Linked DNA regions of Gossypium arboreum: region 2 is linked to region 1. A link is a contact called in public Hi-C data. All regions are on one chromosome and are shown on one strand. The core of a region is the stretch at or near the end of the contact, and the rest is flanking DNA. Distances in the headings are between cores, read along the strand shown. Region 1 holds the start of LOC108483396 (protein LIGHT-DEPENDENT SHORT HYPOCOTYLS 3-like). Region 2 holds the start of LOC108456725 (U-box domain-containing protein 3-like).

What was found. A called contact is a pair of places that touch in the nucleus more often than the background predicts.
Region 2: a contact with region 1 is called in a Hi-C map of leaf, with 3 times the contacts expected there. The contact joins the promoter of LOC108456725 here to the promoter of LOC108483396 in region 1. A contact is called at or near these places in 2 of 5 Hi-C or Micro-C datasets (both in leaf).

What each region holds. Positions count from the first base shown.
Region 1 is chr7:65,557,660-65,563,759 of ASM2569848v2, forward strand. LOC108483396 (protein LIGHT-DEPENDENT SHORT HYPOCOTYLS 3-like) reads right to left here and starts at 2,370. Exons shown (of 1, transcript XM_053030444.1): 1 at 461-2,370. The coding sequence starts at 1,507. The coding sequence ends at 938.
Region 2 is chr7:65,837,262-65,843,361 of ASM2569848v2, forward strand. LOC108456725 (U-box domain-containing protein 3-like) reads right to left here and starts at 3,837. Exons shown (of 6, transcript XM_053030861.1): 1 at 3,545-3,837; 2 at 2,574-2,642; 3 at 2,164-2,447; 4 at 1,224-1,340; 5 at 1-1,035. The coding sequence starts at 2,439.

The DNA of each region.
Region 1 (6,100 bases), core at 1,120-3,619:
ACAGCACCAGCAGCTAGCTAGTATTAATTACTAATTAACCATTGCTGGCTACTAATTAACCATCTTCTGAATCTCAAATCATAGAATAAATAGAGAAGAAAAGAATGCCAAATAGTGGTAAAAATCTAATAGTAATCGATTTAAAATCAATCTTTAAATGGTTAATTTGATGTTGTTCTTATCAATTAATTCCGGATGGTCAAGCATAAAATTGAAGTGCCAATAAGAGAAAAAAAACAGAGAGTGAAACTAACTACCATCTGTAAGTGCAACAAAGCCATTAAAACAATTTAAGTATAGTGCTAGACAAATCTGACACATGAAATGAACCTCATGTAGAGCTGTTTCGAGCTCCAATAAAAGAAATGGAATTTAAGAGAATAGGGTTAAAGTGGAGAAAGATTCAGAGAGATGACCTGCAAATATAAATATATTATATATTTAAAATATGGAAGGTCCATAAAAACTGAGCAATTAGATGCTCTCAATTCCATTTAAGCAACAAACTGATAGTACAATCACTTCTTGAATGACTTTTTTCTTTTAGTACTAGTGCTACTAATAGTTCATTACTGATGATACTAACACTGTTTGCATCAAAAGTAGTTTCAAGGAATCCCCAAAAATCACAAAGACATTACCAGTTTTTACCACTCTAGCAGCAAAGAGGAAGCATAGAAAAAGTAAAAAAAAAAAAAAATTTACCCTAAAATATATACCCATGCCTCAATATGATACCTTATGGCCAAAGTACAGAAAATTATCCCATATATGTAGTATTAAATAGAGTGAAATGCTAGCTTGCATATGGGGTTTTGTTTTGTTTTGTTTTGGTGATGCATATATATAGTTTAACTTGCACCTGGTGGTGGTGGTGGCGGCAATGGTAGAGTCGGGATCTGTTGAGCTGGTGGTCGCTTACGCTTCTTTTTATAGTTTAACTTGCACCTGGTGGTGGTGGCGGCGGCATTGGTAGAGTCGGGATCTGTTGAGTTGGTGGTCGCTTACGCTTCTTCTTCTCATAACTAATCCCTCTTGCTTTTGACTGCAAATCACGAACTTCACGAAGGTAAAGCCTCACAGCTCGTGCCCCAAAAGGGTTTACTTCAGGTTTGCCTCCATTTTCTTCGAAGGCAGCTCGGAGGCGGCCGATGAGAGCATCGAGGCTACCCCAGGCTTGACGGAGCGGGCAAGGGCAAGGGGCTGGTGGGTTTGGGTGGCCATAGAAAGGGCAGATTGGAGTGTGGACTTTGGTTTTGCCGAATTGGTCAAGGTAGCGAAGGAATTCTAGGACGTGAGCTCCACTGCACCTGGAGAGGGAAAGTGGGGGCCTATGATTCTTCAGGTACTGACCAAAGGTGTTCCAGTCACGGCGCTTTTGGTTCTCGTAGCGGCTTGCGGTTGGAGAAGAAGACGAGGATGGAAGTGAAGTGCCACCGTTATTGCTCACATTGATGAGGCTGACATTTTCGGAGTTGGAGCTATCGGTTTCTCGAATTGAATCCATGGAGACCAAACACAGCTTTCAATAGGTCTTGTTCCAAATATATAAGCAAAAAGATGTGTTGGTCTTCGCTGTGGTAGGTTTGATCTTATTTCTTAAGATCTTAAGTACCTAGGGTTTCATCTTTCCTTTATAAAAAACACTTTTTCAGTGACCATAAGACAGTGTAACATAGACCTAACAAGAAAAGGAGAGATTAAAGACGAAGAAACTGTAAAAAATGAATCAAGGAACCAAAAAAAAACTTAGTTTTACATACATAATTTAGTCTCTACTCTTTTCTCTGGCAGATAGAACTGTTGATATGAAACAACACCGTCAAGAAGAAAACCCAAAGTAAAAAAAAAAAAAAACAGAAGTGCTTTGCTTTAACCAGGAAGGAAGACTGGAAGACCTTGCCGACTATTGATTTATATTAGACACAATTTCCATTTGTGAGGAGAGCTAGGCAGCTAAACAGAAGAAGATTTTGGAGTTGAAATAGTAGTTTTAATGATTTGTAGTTGTTAGATATGAGGGAAAGTGTGGATGATCTGATGAGATTGATGGGAAAAGAGAGAGAAATGATCCCCCCCCTCTCTTGAGTTTTTCTTTGCTTGGAGCAATACTAGAAGATTTTTGAGGGCCGTCTTTTCTCAGATTGAGTTGCTGAAATATATTAGTAAGTGATTTGGGGTGTAAAAAAATGATGGAAGGGAGAGAGGTATATATATTGCTTTGTTAATGGAATTTTATTATTGTTATTATTATGGATGACATTGATTCTTAAGAAAGAGAAGAGAACTCTGGTTTAGGGGTTGTGGAAATGAAACAAAATGAAATGAAATGAAAATTTAAATTGCAATAAAGGGTAATGGCATGCAATGGGTTGAGATGGAGACATTTAAAAAATAATTTTTTTCCTTTAAAACAAAGTTTTGGAAGGACAAAATTTAAGGGAAAGGCATGATTTTTTCCCTTGAGCTCTGTAGCTTCGAATGACAGTTCCTTCTCCATTCACCACAGTACCATTTTCCAAATTTCCCATTTTGAAATTAAAATTTTAATATTATTTTTGATAAAAATCCCATTTTTTTATTTTTAAATTTCTCATTGTTATTCAAAAAAAGAAACTACAGCTATGTTTTTGTTTTATGCAAAGTTAAAGATTTTGTACCTGATCTTAACATTTGGTTGAGTGAGGTATATTACTTATTTAACACAAAATACTTCATTGAGTTTTGCAAAATATAAACAGTGGTTTACTAATTTTTATTTATTCTTTACATGGACGCAGTACTTCCTGTCCCCTTACCCCTTACAAGGACTAAAGTTTATAATTTGGAATTCTACAAGCTAAAAAGTAATTTTATTACTTTATTGATTATGTAATTCTTCGGAAAGGAGTTTAATTTTTTATAGTTATTTTTAAGCATATTTTAGTTCTTAGAATGTACCGATGATATTGCTAACTCTATTTGTGGATAAATAATATAATTTTCTTCGAGTTTAATTATTGCTCCTAAATAGATTTTTCTCATTGGATGGTTTGGGACCTGGAGTATATTGGGGTTCAGAAGCAAATTCATACAAAGTCAAAACTCACCTATACGTAACCTCAAATACATATATTAAGGTAAATTACAATATTAGTGACTCAATCATGCGTGAGTTATCCAACGCCAATAAGTTCTAATGGCTAACAAAAAAGTGGTATAGTATTTTCTTCAATTGAAATAATAATAAATTTAACATTCAATTAATGTAGTAATATGACTATTTTTCAATTGACATGATAAATTCAGCCTTTAATAATGGTAAGTTGTATTAATTTGGTCTTTATTATTTTAATAATAAACTAATAACATTTACATATTTTATCAACTTGGTATTAATTTTAAATATTAAAAAAATATAAAAATCCATACTTTTAATTTTTTTAAAAATTTAAAATAGATAATAAATTAAAAATGCATAAATTATAAATAATATAAAATATAAAAATACAAAATTAGTTATACTTTTTAAAAATATTTAAAAGGTGAAATTTAATATTTATAATAAAACAATTAACAAATGTGGTCGCAACATGTGAACAACCTTGGTGTAACACCCCTAGAAACATTATGTTATAAAAGTAGTATTAAGTGAGAATTGTGCGTAATAAATTTTTCGGTAAAGTAAAATAAAGAAAATAAATGATAAAAGAGAAGGTTAATGGATGCCAAAAAAAGTTGAATTAAAAAGTATGTTGTGATATATTAATTTAAGATAGACTAAATTGTAAATATGTGAAAAGTTTTGCTGCTCAAGTGAAAATATTCAAAATTTATGGTGGCAAAGTATAAATATGAAAAGTTGAAAGATCAAAAGTGCAAATAACCTAAAAGTCCTCGTGACACAAAATTGGTAAACAAAATTGAATAAGTGGAGAAATATGAGGGACCATATCACATTTTTACCAAAAGTGAAAAGTGATTCAATGATGGAATTGTAGAGAAATATGAACAATAAAATGATCATTTCTTAATTTCAATAAATATTAAATGTAATGATTAATGGTGAAAAGGTGTTGAGAAATAATTGGTTGGATTATTTTAATACTATTTTGATATTATTTTATTTCATTAATTAAATAATTAGGTATTTGATGTGAAAATGTAGAGATTTTCATCATTTATCTTTTGCATTCTCATGCCCACTTTCATTTATGTATAATGAAACTTTCATTTCCATTAATTTTAGTCCTTTTCACTATATCTATCTAATTTAAGCTTGAAACCATCAAATTTCCTGTAACACCCTATACTCGACTCGGTTTATCGGATTCAAACATAAGATGTTACAAAATTTACATACTTAGCAAATTTTACAACTTATGAAAGCCATAAGAATGTACCTCTTATTTTTTTGAAATTATTTCTAGGACAATAGGTTTGAATAAAACATTTATCGTTTGTTCCAGACTTTTAAAGGTAGTATAAAACTTTATAACATAAATGTTTGATTTAATAGACGTATTCGTAACATGTATTACAATTTTTCATTTGAAAATATATATTTCTAAGAACATACCTCTGTATGCATAATATTGCCCTCGGTTTACCATTAGGGCACATTCCTTGGCCACACTGGTTCAATTTTTAGACCTGCATACCAAAAGACGCATATTTAAAGGAACTTAGTGGGCCTTAATCAATATTACCTTTAAACGGTGTTGTAGAATTTCTTGACTTAAGGTTTGGATTCCCTCTCAGACCTTGGCAGGTACTCTTGTGATTCTTGGTTAGCAGATAACCATATGCCTACCTTTCCTCTTGAATACCTTATAGACGGTCCATTTGACTGGCGGGTTACAATTTCAACCCCATAGTTTGAATTCTATTTCGGTATCCCTTTGAAGATAATATTTGAATACTTTCCCCAAGGTAATATTCCTGTGGGTATTACTCTTTGACTGATCTTCCTACTATTTTTGACAGTCACCAAACACAGTTTGTACCAAATCTTACAATTAATCCAAACAACATACTTACTCAGATGAATGCAAGGTTTTGATCACCCAATAGCACTCTAGATAGCATTAATACATAAGGAGAGAATTCACAGGTTTGGCGAACTTTTACACCACTATACCTCTAGATACGACAAACTCACTATCCTGGTGGATTACTAAGGTGGTTTCCTCAGTCGAATACAATGCTGAAAACTCTCTTAGACAAGACATACCTAGATTTCTTGGTATGGGTGGTCTAACCACTCGCCATTTAAGCATTACAGAATTCGTCACACGGTCTTTCCAGATAATACTCTAAAAAAGCTTTTCACAATATTAGCCACAAAGGCTTTCTAGATAATACGCCACAAAGGCTTTTTACAAGATTAGCCACAAAGGCTTTCTAAAGAATTCTCAAGTTTGTAGTCCCGATGGACTACATCTTTTCCATACTGGCTTTCGATTTTACTATCCCAGCGGACCAACACAATGGATGCCAAGGAGCCTCACTCACATGGTCTCACACTGTCTCGCCATATTGGCATATTATCAAATGATGCCATGGGGTCTCACCTACATGGTTTTACAAATATTGTAATTGCTCGCAAGGTCTAACTGTGATCTGCCAGTCTGATTTACAATGAAACTACCCTACCGAAGGCATCACAAATAAAGCTTTTTTTTTCTACATTTTCCTATGACATAGATTTGTTAATACTGGAATCGTATAACAAAAAGGTATTAAAAAATGAGCATATTCATGCATGCGACACAACTTATTACACCTACCCAGACTCCATGAGCCAACTGACCCTAGTAGAGATACTTATGTAAATCTCATTCATATTTATAGCGGAATCATACTTTCTAACACATAATTCCAATGCAAATATATCACACATCGATATACCATCCCACACATTATATTTACATCACTCTACAATAATACATACTCGTTCATAGGAACATCAACCATAACATAATCAACATAAAGTGACATGTAAGAGTTAGGTTTAGAGGTTTACTAGAGACCTACCTTTACTTCGACCTGTAGTTTCTATTTCAATTGTCTTTCCTAACCCAGTAACAGCAACTGCTTAAAAGGTCATAAGATTTCTATT
Region 2 (6,100 bases), core at 2,587-5,086, 280 kb after region 1:
AAATGCACTGGAGCATGCTCTGTTATAATTATGGTTTCCATTGACTGCATCTTCTATTTTTGTTCCAGAAACCTGCAACTGCTTTCCCATTATCGAGTGAGAAACTCCATATTCTTTTGTTGAAGGAAAATTGCCAAGGCTCTTAGATGAAATTTCAGCTAGCTCATTCATTTCATTCTTCTTTGACCTCATTGACAAGTCATTTGAAGCAGGAGTAGGTGCATAATCAACACTGTAGATTGTACTCGAGGCTGACTCAGTCCTGTTGTGAACATATGATTGATCAGGAGATTGGTGGTCATACTTGCCGGTCTCCCTGCTTTGGAATCTGTTGCATTCTCCACTAAATCTGGAAGAGCTGTCAATCATCTGCTTCTCTAAACCATTTCCAACTTCAAGAGATGACCTCGATGCGGAACTACTACTATAAGAATAGGTTAAATCTCGAGAAGATATATGGTTTGAAGGAGAAGAGATTGAAACAAGGTTAGCATTGGAAAGTTGTAAGTTATTTTCCTCACACCAACTTGTTACCATTGCTTTGACCGTGTAATTTGGAATGAGATTTTTATGTGCGAGCGTTTGACGGGTTTTTGGGCAAATGGTCAGGCCACTATCAAGCCACTTTTGGATGGAGGCCCTGTCATAAGTTTGCCCAGAAGCAACAAATACAGGATCCAGCATGAGCCCCAATGACAGGGGGCAGAGGAAGCCTGGAGGTATCAAAATGCCACTTGTGGGTTCAAAGTGCTCAATCTTAAGCATATAATCTCGTATATGGGAGATGAGATCCATAATCTGATTGATTTGATCTATTTTCACTTTTGCATTGTTGACTTGCGCATCAGTTCTTTCCCTTTCCAAAGCTAAAGTTTCTTTCAGCAATTCCTGGTTTGACATCAGGTTTAGTGATTTCATAACATTTATCAGATGATCTGTGCAGGGAATAGCATCATCTTTTTTACTTCTCAAAGCCTGTCCTATATTTTCTGATGGTCTCTCCTGCTCCATACTTTTAATTTCCCGCATACAGTGCTGAAACAGTTGAACATCAATTAGTCTCACTACTAAAATGCTAACTCAGCACTGAGAAAGTGATAGTTGTTGCCATCCAGATACCTTTAGTAAATTCTTAGAGAACAAATTTTAGGGAAAAAAAAAAAAGAACAGCATTTTTGTCATCCACATGTAGAATGAAGAAAAAGACACTGATTTTTTCATACCTGTACACTGGTTATACTTGATGATGATGGAGTTGACTGCAACAATCTATAAAATATGCGACATATCTGAAGTGAAGAGCTTTGCATTTTTGTCAGAAAAGGTTCACTCTGGAGAACCTGCATGGTTTTAAGTGTAAGAAATATGATAGTACTAGAAGCCTCAAAATCCTATTTCTTGTACATAAGGTATTCATAACATATTTCAACATCCAATATTTAAGCTTCTTTTTCCTTTTGGGTGACTGCACCACAGAAAGGGGAGAAGTCCTTTTCCCTCTCCCCATCCCATTTGTTTTACTAAAATGCTACATGTGATTGCACGAAAAACATGAATAAAAGAAAAACACTTTCTAGCAATGTGATAACTGGAATAGCTTGGCCATTTTACGACTCTTTAAATGTTCTTCAAAATTATTTCATTTTAATAACAAGATCACACCATCTTTATTACTTCTAAATTAGACTGTTGCATTTGCATGATATAGATTTTCTTGCATTCTACAAGAAACCGGGTCATAGTTGCAATCACTATTACGCTCCAGTAGTAAGCTGATAGTCGCTATCTTCTCTTAGGTAGCAGCACATGGGAGTAGCAAGAATCTGCCTCCCGCATAAGATAAGAAGGGGCGAAGCGCTAGTTAGTGGGAATAGTCCTTTCCTGGGCCCCTGGCGAGAAGACGGCTCACGGCTTGCATGTACAAGATCGTAGTGAAATCGCAGCTTCACCGCCGTTCGCGCTGATCCCGAGCAGCGTGTCATTCAAATTCTCTTCTATGAACTATAATATTCTACAAACTGAATCTTCAGAGAATCTCAGTCTGAAGGAGAACATTTAGATCCTTAATACTGATTATGATCTTCATTAAAGTGACCGAGCATCAATCCTAAGATCATCAAGCATATCTAAAATGTATTCAGTAAAGACTAAAATGAAACTTACCCTGTGAATTTTGCTCATCTTAGGACACCAGTTCTCCATGAATTCTCGAGCCTCATTAACAAGCATATCTAGCTCTTCGCACTCTTTGTATAGAATATCATCTGAAGGTATCTCGCACTCAATAACATCATCAAGCAGTGGTTTCAAAAGTTTTAACACAATAACCATGTTCCTATAATCCTTTTCGACAGGAGCAACTTTTATTGCCTGACATGATACCAGATGAATGAATCGAGATATACTGTTTACAAGACATCTCACTGAGGTTGTGTCCATCTGACCTGCTTTTCATGGAGCATATCAGAAAATTTAAAAAATTAGTACAAGAGTGCCCTTTAAAAAACACAAGTTTGCATCTTTGATTGTGTTGTCTTTTTCCCATACTCTCAACTTGAGCAGAAAGATCGTACACAGACAAAAACATTCACTGCTGTAAAAATTATTAGTTTGCCACCGCCATGGAACTTGGCCTTGCTTCCCTACATTGTAAGGAAATCCACTTTGACTAAATTTCCAATTTAAATATGTATGATATTTTCAAATTTTAAGTATAAAACAAAAGGCTTCTGACTATTGCCAATGGGAAGAACACACATCAATTATTCTAGAAAAAATATCATTCATTGCATTTTCCATGATGACTTTTTTCTCATAGAGTCTAAGGAAACGTTAGACTGACTTTCCAACAAAAGATAAAATAATATAAATAAAATAAAAGATCAGATCAGATCTTCCCTTCATCAGAAAATATAATAGCTTGGGGAGTGAAAAAAGGCTTTTATCTACTGGCCTCAATGAAAAAGGACACACATATAACCACTGATCTTGAATGACAAAATAATAAAGCTACTAAAGTCTTATACGAAAACGGTTGTGAATAAAAAAAAAAAAAGCTTGATAAAAGTGTAAAATATAATACACAGCTCCATTGTTTCTTAAGAGACGGAAAGAAACAAAAAAAAAAAAAGAAATCTTAAAACCTCAAATTATTCATTTAGTAGCTGAAGAAAGCTTGATAAGAGTTTTGAGCCCAACAATATCAAAAGCTGAGTATAAAAGAGCTACTATGAGATCAAGAAAAGGGTGTTATGTAAGCTCACTGAACCAAGGTAAAAAATAAAGAAATTTTTTTTCTTAACTTCAATTAGAAACTTGATTCAAATGCTACCCAAGTCCATACTTATGAACTAACAAAACACAAGAACAAATTTCACCTGAAAGCAGGAGCATTTCCCAATGCTTAAATCCAATTCAAAACAACAAAACCAGTTTATATAAAGAAAACAATCAGCAAAGTACCTTTTAAAAATATACAAAATGTATTGAGAAATCCACATTTAAACACACAGAGCAAGCCATCTTTTTAACATTGAAAGCATACCTCTTTCTTGAAGTTGGTTTACGCTTGTAAAACAAAGAAAGCACAGATCCTGATGTACATTTGAGTAATGAAAAAGGAAAAAAAAATGAAAATGAAAAGAAAATCCCTTCAATGGAAATGATCAAAATTTACATCTTTAACATTCAAGCTCTGAATTTTTTCCTCATAAGGCTGCATAAGAAAAAGGGGAGAGCTGCAGAAAACTGATAAAAAAATTGAAAAATAAAAAATAAAAAAAGTAAACTGGGTGGGCCCTGTTTGGTTGATGATTTGTTGGGTTATGACTTATTGAGTAGAAAATTAATTAAGAGTGGGGGAGACTGATTAATTAAGATTTAGTATTTAATCAAATGATTAGATAAAACAAAGACAAGAGCTAAGTCAAGGGGGGAGGACTCATGTCATTATTTTTTTTAATTTTTTTATGTTTTGGTAAAATAATAATTTTTTTCTATTTTGTTATGTTTTGATAAAATAATAAATTTAACTCTCAATTTTTACATATGTTAAATTGATTTTTATTTTTAGTTAAATTTAATCATTAACATTTCAAATAATATTAATTTTTAATAGAAATATTTACTAAAAATTTAATTTTTTAATGATGTTGGCATAGCAACGACAATATATGTATATTTCATGCCGATATGACACATTTATTTTATATGTCACGTCAATAAATAATTTAAAATTTTAAAAAATTTAAAAATAAAATAAAATTCAAATTAAATAAACATAAAAATTCAAAAAAACTAGCAAAAGTACATATGTATTATTATGCAAGTTGTCATGTTTAAAAATTAGCATTTAGTCAATATTTTTGTTAAAGAAATAATCCAACTCTTTTTAAAGGTATATGATCAAATTTGACTTTTTTTAAAAGTTAAAAGACCAAATTTAGTTAAAAATAGAATAAAGGCTAAATTGACAAAAAAAAATGTAAACATTAAGGATTTACTTGATAGAGTAGAAAAAATTGGAAGGATAAGAAATTGAACCAGTAACAAACTAAAAGGATAAAAAATATAAATTGTCTTTCCATAGATTTGCTTGGTAGGAAAGATAAAAAAAAACCGAAAAGAAAAATGATTTTCTTTCCTCATGTTTTGATAGAGTTGAAAATTGAAAGGAAATAAAATAAAATATTTAAAAAATACATAAATTTGAAATAATATATACATCTCTCTTTTTTCTCTTATCTTATCATTCAAATTTGGAATGATTAGTTTTTATGTATTAGGATGAGAATTGATCATCTCTTCTATTTTATTTCCTCTCGTTTTTCTTACCAACCAAATACACTCAAAATTTATTTTCTTTTCACTTTTTCACTCCCTCCTTCCATCCTCACTTTTCCACCCAACCAAATATACCTTAAAGACTAAATTTATTTTTATGCATTATTTTTATCATTATTCAATTTAATATTTGATTTATATTTATCATTAAAAAAACTAATCTTTAGATGCCTAATAAGCCTTAAGAATAATGATAAATTTAGTAAGGTTTTGGCTTTTTGTTACTTTGATTCTATTTTTATAATTCTAGTCTTCAACCTTTAAAATGTAGTAAAATTGTTTGTTTGAGAATGAAAAAGTTTATTAAACCATTAAAAATTTTAACATAAGTGATAAGTGTACAATTTCCAATTTATTTGTTATACTTTTCTCTTGAATTTTTCTATTTAAATTTTTAATTCTATTATTTAGACTATATTTTATTTATTATTGATTTTAGATAAGTAATTAGAGAAAACAAATTTAAAGTTTATTTTTTGACAAGTTTGTGTGAATTGAACTTTCAACACAACGTTGCTTCAACATTTTGGCAATAATGAGTTATAAAACTCCGTGTTGGGCCTATAATATATTCATTCGAAGGGAAATGAAAGATCTAACCAAATTTATTTCATAAATTAGCCTAAAAAACTTTAGGAATGTGACCAAAACTAGTCTAGAAGTTCGACACAATAATCTACGAAAATTCTGTTTTATTTAATTAATGACACTTTTGTATTTTCTCCATATGTGATTTTTGTCCTATAAATAGATATTATTAGTTTAATACCTAGACATAGTCGCTCTTAGTATTTCACTTTTGTGTTTTTATTTTATGGGTTGTTAATCTCTTTCTTTTCTAGACAAAGGAACTTTGAAGTTTGATTAAGTAGTTTGTGAGATCTAATTGTTCTTTATCTTTTCTTTGTTCTTTGGCATTTGCATGTCTTCTGATTTATTTAAAAATATTCAGGTCTATTGAATATAAGGTCCATATTCAATTGCTTATAATATTTTATAATTGTTAAATTCATAATTGTTTAATTTGTTGTAATAATTGTGATGAATAGCATAATAGGATATGACAGAGATATGCATTCTATAATGTGTGGGCATGCAATCTAACTTAAATAAGTTTATTTCTTCTTGTTTTAATTTTAATTTTAATTTTTTTGTTTATTTTATACATCGATCTTCTCGTATAGGTGAACTCCAGTATGCTCCAAAGATTAAATGAATAACCCAATAATTGAGGAAGGAAGGTAAAATTCAAAATAAC